Regions from separate parts of the Callithrix jacchus genome. Here region 2 is linked to region 1. Evidence: chromatin contacts called from public Hi-C data. All regions are on one chromosome and are shown on one strand. Each heading gives the region's core, a stretch centred on a gene start, on an enhancer-like site or on the middle of the called end of the contact. The rest is flanking DNA. Distances are from core to core; before and after follow the strand shown.

Region 1 (4,205 bases), core at 978-3,477:
TTTCTTGGGAGAATCGCTAGATTGTGATCAGGAAGCCTGCGGCCACCACTGACTTGCTCTGTGGCTTTGGGACAGTCATTTGACCTAGCCCCCGTTTCCCTATTTTTGGCAAGCAACATTTTTATTGCAATAAAGAGTTTGCAAGATGTTTTTCACCTACATGGTCTCATTGGAACTTCCAAAAGGAGGTAATTAACCCCCTTCTAATGACCCTCACAGGGGAACACTCACGGCAGCATGGGCTGCGGAGAAGAGGAAGCAGCACAGATGTCCACAGTTACCAAGCCAGGCTGGGGAGGGGCCCCGCGCGGGTGGCAAGAGCCCCTCTCTCCAGGCAGGTCAATGCCCCCGCATGGGAGGGCGTGGGATCTCCCCACAGCTATGTCGCCGTGAATATCATGAACTGAGGCGCTGGCTGAGACTCCTGACAACAGTGTGGGGCAACTATGGATAGGCAGAGAGGACGCCACGTGGAAAGCGGCACTTTTGTTCCAAGCCACTCCGCTGACCCCAACAAGGCAGGGGGTGCAGGTCAGTGACAGCCCTCAGCTTCCCAGAGGAGTCAGAGCCTGTCCCCACTGAAGACAAGACAGGCGCAAACAGGACCCCCAGGAGCAGGAGGGCCTCAGCCAGTAGCCCGGGCCTCGGGTGGCTGGTGAGCAGTGGCGTGGAGACACCCTGTGGTGAGATTGAGGAACCACAGTTCGTGGACAAGCCAAATGAGGGACAGGTCATTAGGAGGGACAAGTTAGCGTTACGTGTTGGGTGAGGGTAAAGTTACTAAGCTGCGCGTGCTGTGCGTCGGGGGAGGCTGGCAACAAGAGCTGACGTTCACTGTGCCTGTAGCAGTGTGCCCTCTAACCCTCACAGCCACCCTATGAGATGGATGCCACCATTCCTTCAATTTTACAGATGAGAAAACTGAGTCAGAGAAATAAAGGAACTGGCCCAAGGTCGCACACTCAGAAGATGGCGGAGCCAGGATTTGAACCCAGGCGATCTGACTCCATAACCCATGCTCACCACCATTGCCCCTGACAGCCTGCATAAAGGATAGGGCAGTTGGGCTAGACAGAAAGTAGTGTAATGGGGTCCACAGAGGGACAGTTGGGGCAGGGAAGGGAGCTCCAGGTTCCGATGAGTAGTTAGGGCTTAGGGAGATGGAGGCAGGTGGTGAGGAAACCCAGTGTGCTGGGGGCTCCTTGGGAGAGGCAGAGAGCCTTGGTCAGAGGGTTGGCTGGAAGTTGTGACCTCTCCACGAGAGCAGAGCGCTATCTGCGGGCAAGGTACGCCGGTGTGCCAAGAATGGGTTGCATCTGTGTGGTCAAGACAGAGCTCCCCGCCCCCCCCCCCCCACGCTCCATCCTCCAGAGGGCCCAGGGGGTTCCGGGGTGTCAGCGCCCCTTCCCCAGCCAGGCCTCTGTTAGGAGCAGCCATTGCCTGTCTTCACTGTGCCGAGGGGGCAGCGTGGTTTCCCGCGAGCCGAGCTGTGAGAAAGCGAGGGAGCTCTGCCTGCGGGTCGCCCAGCGCCCGCGTCCTCCCAGGCACAGGAGCTCGGCACTGCGGACGCCACTTCCACAGGGCGGCCCCTCCGCCTCTCCTAGCCCTTCCGCCTAGGGCTGCTATTGACGGTGGGGCTAGGCCTGACCGTCAGGGCAGACTCTCTGTTCACCAAGCTCTGGGAATCTCCCGAGAAGCTCATCCGATCCAGTCGGCATCCCGGCGCCCGCTGCCTTCCACAGGCTGCACGGTTCTGGGCAGGGGCCCCTCGCGGATCCCAGATCCCTCCCGAGGAAGTAGTAAGCGCCCACCGCAGAGGGCGCCTGCGAGCATTAGATGTGCTCGTCTGCTCATCCCGCAAGTCTTTGCCGAGTGCCCGCTCTGTGCCAGGCAGTGCTTGGTGTGGGGATGGGAAATGAACTAATAAACACGGTGCCGACGCGCAAAGAGGGGAAGTGGCCGGGGCCAGGGCCAGGGCCAGGGAAACGGACCCAGGGCCAGAAACCGGGATTAGCAACGAACAGGGCTCGGCACGGAGCCCGGCACCGAGCACGCCGCCGGCACACGCTCCCTGGGCCTCCCTCTAGAGCCAGAACGGCCCGGTCGGACGGGGATTTCACCGCGGCCCTCTGCCGCTCAAAGGGAGCCCGAGGGTGGACGTAAAGCCCGGGCCAGCGTTGGCCGTGAAACACGCCTTTATGGGGAGCGGAAGCAGCCATCAAAGCCGAGCTAGCCGGGGCAGGCCAGGGAACGCTGAGAGCGCGGGGGCCGCGCGCTTCCCACCGCCCCCACTGCCCGGGCGGCCGCGCCTCTCCGCCTGGCCACACTGGGGCGCGCTCTCGCCCCGCGCCTCAGGCCCCCACCTCCGCGCACCCTCCTCGCCTCACCGCCCCCACCCCGTGCCCGTCCCGCGCCTCGACTGCGCCCCCTCCGCGCCTCAAGCCACCCCCTCCGCGCCTCATGCCCCCACCTCCGCGCCCCAACTGCGCCTCCTCCGCGCCTCACGCCCCCACCTCCGCGCACCCTCCTGGCCTCACCGCCCCCACCCCGTGCCCGTTCCGCGCCTCACGCCCCCACCTCCGCGCCCCAACTGCGCCCCCTCGGCGTCCCTTTGGCGGGTCTTTCGCTCGCATCCTGCGGGCATTCGCGGTGGAGAGAAGGACGACTCCGCTCATGCAGCGCGTCAGCTGGAGCTGGCTCCCTCGGTGCGCTTCCCAGGTGCGCCGGTGCCGCTCGGCTGAGTCGTTCACGACCTAAGCGCTCTCTATGCGCTGGGGTCCCAGGGTGCCGCGACCGGGCCAGACTTTGGAGGGTTTGGACCGTCGACCGTCTCAAGGCCTGGGTCTCTCTCCTGAAGGGACTGAGGTTGGGCAGGGTGTGATGATGGAAGAGGGAATTTATGTTCGGAAAGATCCCTCTGGCTGCTGGGTAGAGGGTGACTTGGGGTGAGCTGGAGTTACTCTACGGAGAGCAGTGGGGAGACTGCTGAGAAGTCCAGGAGGTGATGGTGACAGGGTCACGCAAGTGCAAACTCCAGTGCGTTACACATATATGTGGGACTCGGGCGCTGGTCCAGCCCCTCCTGACTCCCGGAAGCCTCCTCAGGTCATCACTTGATGGACCGAAGACCGTCTTCCTTCTCGGAGGTCCCTTCCCCACCCCAGGTGTTCCCAGCCTGAGGCTCTCACCAGATCTGCCACATCATGGGTAAGCTGTGACCATCACCACCACCACTATGTCCACAGCCAATGTAGAGACGCCAGTCGGGTGCCTGGCTGGACTCCACGTCAGGCCCTCTAAAGGGAGCAGCCCCGAGCGTGTGTATGTGGGGGCTGGGGTCACCGCAATCTGTAGTCCGTTCACTGCTTTCAGACCTCGAAGCTTGCTTCTGTCTGTAGAATCAGAGGCAGTCTGTCTTCGAGGAACTGACTCATGATAAACTTCCAGGAGACTGAAGAAGAAACCATAACGTCAGCGCAGTTTGAAAGGTTCTCGCAGAGCTGTTGTGAGACACCCTTACAAATACTTGGCAGACATGTGCTAGAACGGTGCCCGCACCAAGCGTGTTAGCTGTGACTGTGATGAATGGAAAGGGTCTCCAATATGCGGGTCTGCCAAACATGGTGCTTCTCTGGGATGCTGACTAGGTCTCCAGGCTCCTCAGTGGGCTTGGATTCAGAACAAATGATGGTTCCTCCATCCTTGTAAAGTGTCACCGGAAGTTCTCAGGGAGACCCCATGAAGTCCCCTGTCCTCCAACAGAACATGCCTCCTGGTGCGGGAAGTGTCCCTGTTCGCTGTAGGGCTCTCCTAGAACTGCTGGATCTCATAGAAACATTCCGTCTTTGGCCGGGCGCGGTGGCTCAAGCCTGTAATCCCAGCACTTTGGGAGGCTGAGGCGGGTGGATCACGAGGTCAAGAGATCGAGACCATCCTGGTCAACATGATGAAACCCCGTCTCTACTCAAAATACAAAAAATTAGCTGGGCATGGTGGCGCGTGCCTATAATCCCAGCTACTCGGGAGGCTGAGGCAGGAGAATTGCCTGAACCCAGGAGGCGGAGGTTGCGGTGAGCCGAGATCGCGCTATTGCACTCCAGTCTGGGTAACAAGAGCGAAACTCCGTCTCAAAAAAAAAAAAAAAGAAACATTCCGTCTTTTTCTGGCTTCCTGCCAACCCTCGCTTTTTGATTACCCCAGCTTTT
Region 2 (4,205 bases), core at 916-3,415, 55 kb before region 1:
TTGGAATGGTGGCCTCCAGTCCTGGAATGTGACCCTGTGGGAGGGGTCTACTTTGCAGAGTGTAAGCTCAGCCCAGAGTCTAAGGGAACAATCTCATCCCCATCCCCTCAGACTAAGGAGGAACCCAAGGCAGGGATGTCTGTAGTGATGGCGTCCAGAGCCTCCTCATTGCAGGGGCCGCACAGGCTAGGAGGTGCTAGTCCAGGAAGGTTGGACAAACACTCCAAGTCTTGAAAACATTGCTTTTTAAAAAAGCATTACTTTTGGTGACTTGGGAGTCAGAAGGGAAGATAGAAAGGTATACTGATTTGGGGACTCTCCTTGCATCAAAAAAAGGCACACAAGGTGGGTAGCAGGTGCTTCTCCAAGTGCCCTCGCCCACCTGCAGCAGTGGCTGGGGCTTGGGATGGAGGCCTTGGCAGAAAGGGAAAGAGAAAAAGACCTAGGCGGCGGGGTGGCTGATGGGACAGCTCCATCCCCACGCCCCAGCAAGGCTGATCTGGCGCTTGAAAACAGGTTTAGAAGGGAGGCATGCCCACCTGAAAAGGCTATCACCCCACTACCTTCAGCTCCACCAAGGCCTAGCAAGCCCAGCTCCCCCAACCCTCTGGCCTGCATGAGTTTGAGGGGCAGCTGCAGCCTGTTCTGTGAGTTCTGGGAGCAGAGTAAAGTGGACCACTCTGCCAACCCCTTCCCTCTCCAAGGCCTTGGAGGAAGGATCTGACTCTCCCCGTCTCCTCCCTAAGAAAGATGGGTCCCCTGGGGAACTCACGAGACTCTCCCAGCCCCTAAGACACTCATGCCTCTACCTTGCCAAATCATTACCATCTCCCAGCCTCAACCCACACCCCAACTCTTCCAGATAGCCTTTCCCAATACATGCAGCCTGCACATCCCCCGTTCTAGAACCACCCAGCATCCTGCCTGGCACTTCCTATTACAGCCTCTTCATATTGAAAGATACTTTGGAAGTGAGAAGCCTTCCAGACGTCCGATTTCATTGCCTCAAGCTTAGAGATGCAGGAATGCCTGTTTTTCTTCACTAACCGCAATGATACTAAGCACGGCTAACAGTGAGCACTGTGTGCTAGACGCTTGACATGCAAGAATTCACTTCTATCTCTTAAGCAAGCTCAGTTTTTTTTTTTTTTTTTTTTTTTTGAGATGAAGTCTTGATCTGCTGCCCAGGCTGGAGTGCAATGGCGCGATCTTGGCTCACTTCAATCTCTGCCTCCCGGGTTCAAGCGATTCTCCTGCCTCAGCCTCCCAAGTAACTAGGACTACAGACGCACGCCACCATAAGAGGCTAATTTTTGTATTTTCAGTAGAGACGGGGTTTCACTATGTTGGCCCAGCTGGTCTTGAACTCCTGACATCGTGATCCACCCACCTCAGCCGCCCAAAGTTTTGGGATTACAGGTGTGAGCCACTGTGCTCGGCCAGTTAGCTCATTTTATAGCCGATGGAGTGGAAGCACAGAGTCGTCAAGCAACTTGACCTATGGCTGCACAGCAGGTAAGTAGCTGAGTCCGGATCTGAAGTAGGGTTCCAATCTCCATCCCATCTCTTGCCTTCGTGCTGGCTATTACTGACTGGCTTACTAAGGTTGCAGCTGTCTGTCTTGGGTGCAGAAGTTTTCTCTCATCCTTCCCCAGTAACATCTGCCTTCTCCTCCTTCCTTCCCCAAATGATTGAGCACAGAGGAGGTGCTTTAGAAATCATGGTTCCGAGATAGGCCACGGATAGGGTGTAGGGACACTTCTGACACCAGGTGGCAGCATTGGCCAAAAGTTTTCTCCAAACTCCGTCTTGTCAGTCAAGTAAAAACTTAAAACGTTTATTTCTGGTACAAATGATAAATACTTTGCATTAAAAATCTGGAATTCAAGTTTTCCTCGTACTTCATGCTCCCTCACTGCCCCAGAACCTTACAAAAATATTTCTGTGTAGAGAGGGAAAGAGCTGGTGCCTGCTCTGGAGGCAAAGTCCAGGTCTGGGAAAGGCACTCGTGGTCTGAGGTCTGTCTCAGTGGCGGGAGGCCTCCACTTGCCCTACACGCGGCCTCGGGGCCAGAAATGAGAACGTGCTATTATTGATAACAGGGGCTGTGTCATGGGTCCCCAACAGCTCCTTCCTTGGGGGTAGCGAGCCCCTTCTTGGGGCGTAGGAAGAGACTGAGGGGCCAGGTCCTTCCAGTTGTGTGCATGGGGAGGGGAGTTGTGTCTGGGGAGGTGGGTGTCCAGGGATAGACTCCTTTTAGGGTCTAAACCTTTAAAGAGTTCAACAGAAGAACCACAGGCCATCACATTTTGGCGGCTTACAAGTGAACACTTCAGGGGAGACGCAGGAGGGAGGGGTGTAGGTCTGGGGAGCCCTCTCCCCCTCTGCCCGCAAGGAAGGCACAGGGTGGGAGTGGGGGTACCTTCATGAGACCCCCTGCCATGCCACACCCCTTTCACAGTCATGCGAGGTGGGGCCAGAGGGGCCCAGGCTCCAGGGCCAGGGGAGTGGGAAGGAAGGGAAATAAGGCCTCAGGTGGGGGCTGCCACCCCCTCTGGCGGCTGGTGAAGAGCAGTGGGCCCAGAGGAGCCCCCCAGGATCCCCCCACCCCAGCCTGGCTAGGGGTCCTCATCCCAGAGACACAGCTGCCTCTGGGGCACGTAGAAGTCGAAGCTGTAGCTCTTCTGGCAGCTGCGGATGCCACACTTGTAGGGCGTGGGCCGCTCGCGGCTGTGGCAGTACTTGAGCATGCAGGGGTACCAGGCCAGGCTCAGGCCATAGCGGCAGGTGCAGGGCTTCCCTCGGTCCCCCATCTGCCTGCAGCGAGGCAGCTCCGCCTGCTCTGGGGCCTTGGACAGAGCCTCGAACACAGAACTGTCCACACCTGGGGAGAGAGGCAAGGATCAGGGAGGGACGGAGGGAGGGAGGGAGCTCCCCCAGCCAGGGGCCGCTGCCTTTCCCCACTTGGTCTTCTCCATCATCTAATAGGCATTGACTGACACCTCCATTTCCAAGCTTGCCGTGGGATGCAGAGATAAGACCTGGGCACTAGGCTCCTCCTTTCTGGGCTCATGGGAGAAACAGATTAAATGGCAATAGCCCTCCTCCACGGCACAGCATCAACCGAGTGCCAGGGGCTCTGCTTACAGTACCTCTTTCTATCACCCATGGGCTAAGTACTGTCATCCCTATTTTACTGATGAGAACACTGACCCAGAGAAGTTGAATGATCTGGCCAAGGTTTCAAGGCCTCCACTTAGCCACACTGCCACCTGATGATTTTAAAAAGCGCCATACTGGAGTGTGCTAAGGTAGAGGTGTGGGGAGACAGGATTGGAAGTCAAGGAAGGTTTTTTTTTTTCATGACAGAGTCCTGCTCTGTTGTCCAGGTTGGAGTGCAGTGGTGTGATCTTGGCTCACTGCAACCTCCACCTCCTGAGTTCAAACAATTCTCCTACCTGGGACTACAGGCATGCACCACCATGCCCAGCTAATTTTTTGGTATTTTTGCTAGAGACGGGGGTTTTGCTATGTTGGCCAGGCTGGGAAGGCTTCTTAAGAAAGGTGACATCTGAGTAGGGCCAGGCAGGGAAGGGCTAGCAAAGCACACCCACAGAGGGGCAGGTCAGGGTGGCCAGGGCTTGGGGTAAACAGGAAAGCGCATATGAGGGGTGCTGAGGGAAATGGAAGGGACCGGCCAGGTTTGGCTCAGGGGCTATGTGGGAGGGGCCAGCTTCTGGGGTTGCTTATGTCGAGCCTGTGCCATAGTCTGGGGTGCAGGATGTGTGTGTGTGGAGGGCAAGACCACAGCTCCGTTGGGCATTTCTAAATCTGGGCCTGCCCTGGGAGGAGCAGCAGGCATTTCTCCAGTGCTCATGGCAGAAGGCACAGGTGCCTGGAGTTGGAGTGGCGCCATTTCCCTCTCCCCTCCACACAGAGGACCTGAGGGCAGTCCTGGGAAAGGTACCCAGAGAGGGACCAGCTGGGAAGTCACAGGAGTCAGGAAGGCAGGGACCATGCAGAGGGGAGAGGTGCTCCCAAGGATCTTGTGGGAGAGATGCTGGCACTGGGAAGCCCGAAGCTGATTTCCAAGAGGTGGCAGTGGAAGGTGCCCAACTTACATGACAGAAGGTCCCATCTCTGTGTCCTCACTAAGGGCAGGGGTGAGGGGAAGTACCTGGCAATCTCCCTCCACAGGGCCTAGC

Evidence for each region. A called contact is a pair of places that touch in the nucleus more often than the background predicts.
Region 2: a contact with region 1 is called in a Hi-C map of skeletal muscle, with 14 times the contacts expected there. The contact joins two enhancer-like sites. A contact is called at or near these places in 3 of 3 Hi-C or Micro-C datasets (induced pluripotent stem cells and skeletal muscle).

Annotation. Positions count from the first base shown.
Region 1 is chr10:19,814,008-19,818,212 of calJac240_pri, reverse strand. It overlaps the pseudogene LOC128929057. Among named protein-coding and RNA genes, the nearest start is that of TRIM29, 29 kb to the right of the region's middle. Within about 2 kb of position 2,227, at least 4 of the 16 cell types and tissues checked have an H3K27ac peak or open chromatin away from gene starts, as enhancers often do.
Region 2 is chr10:19,868,566-19,872,770 of calJac240_pri, reverse strand. It overlaps OAF (out at first homolog), which reads right to left. Exons shown (of 4, transcript XM_002807279.6): 4 at 1,810-2,884. The coding sequence ends at 2,619. Among named protein-coding and RNA genes, the nearest start is that of POU2F3, 11 kb to the left of the region's middle. Within about 2 kb of position 2,165, at least 3 of the 16 cell types and tissues checked have an H3K27ac peak or open chromatin away from gene starts, as enhancers often do.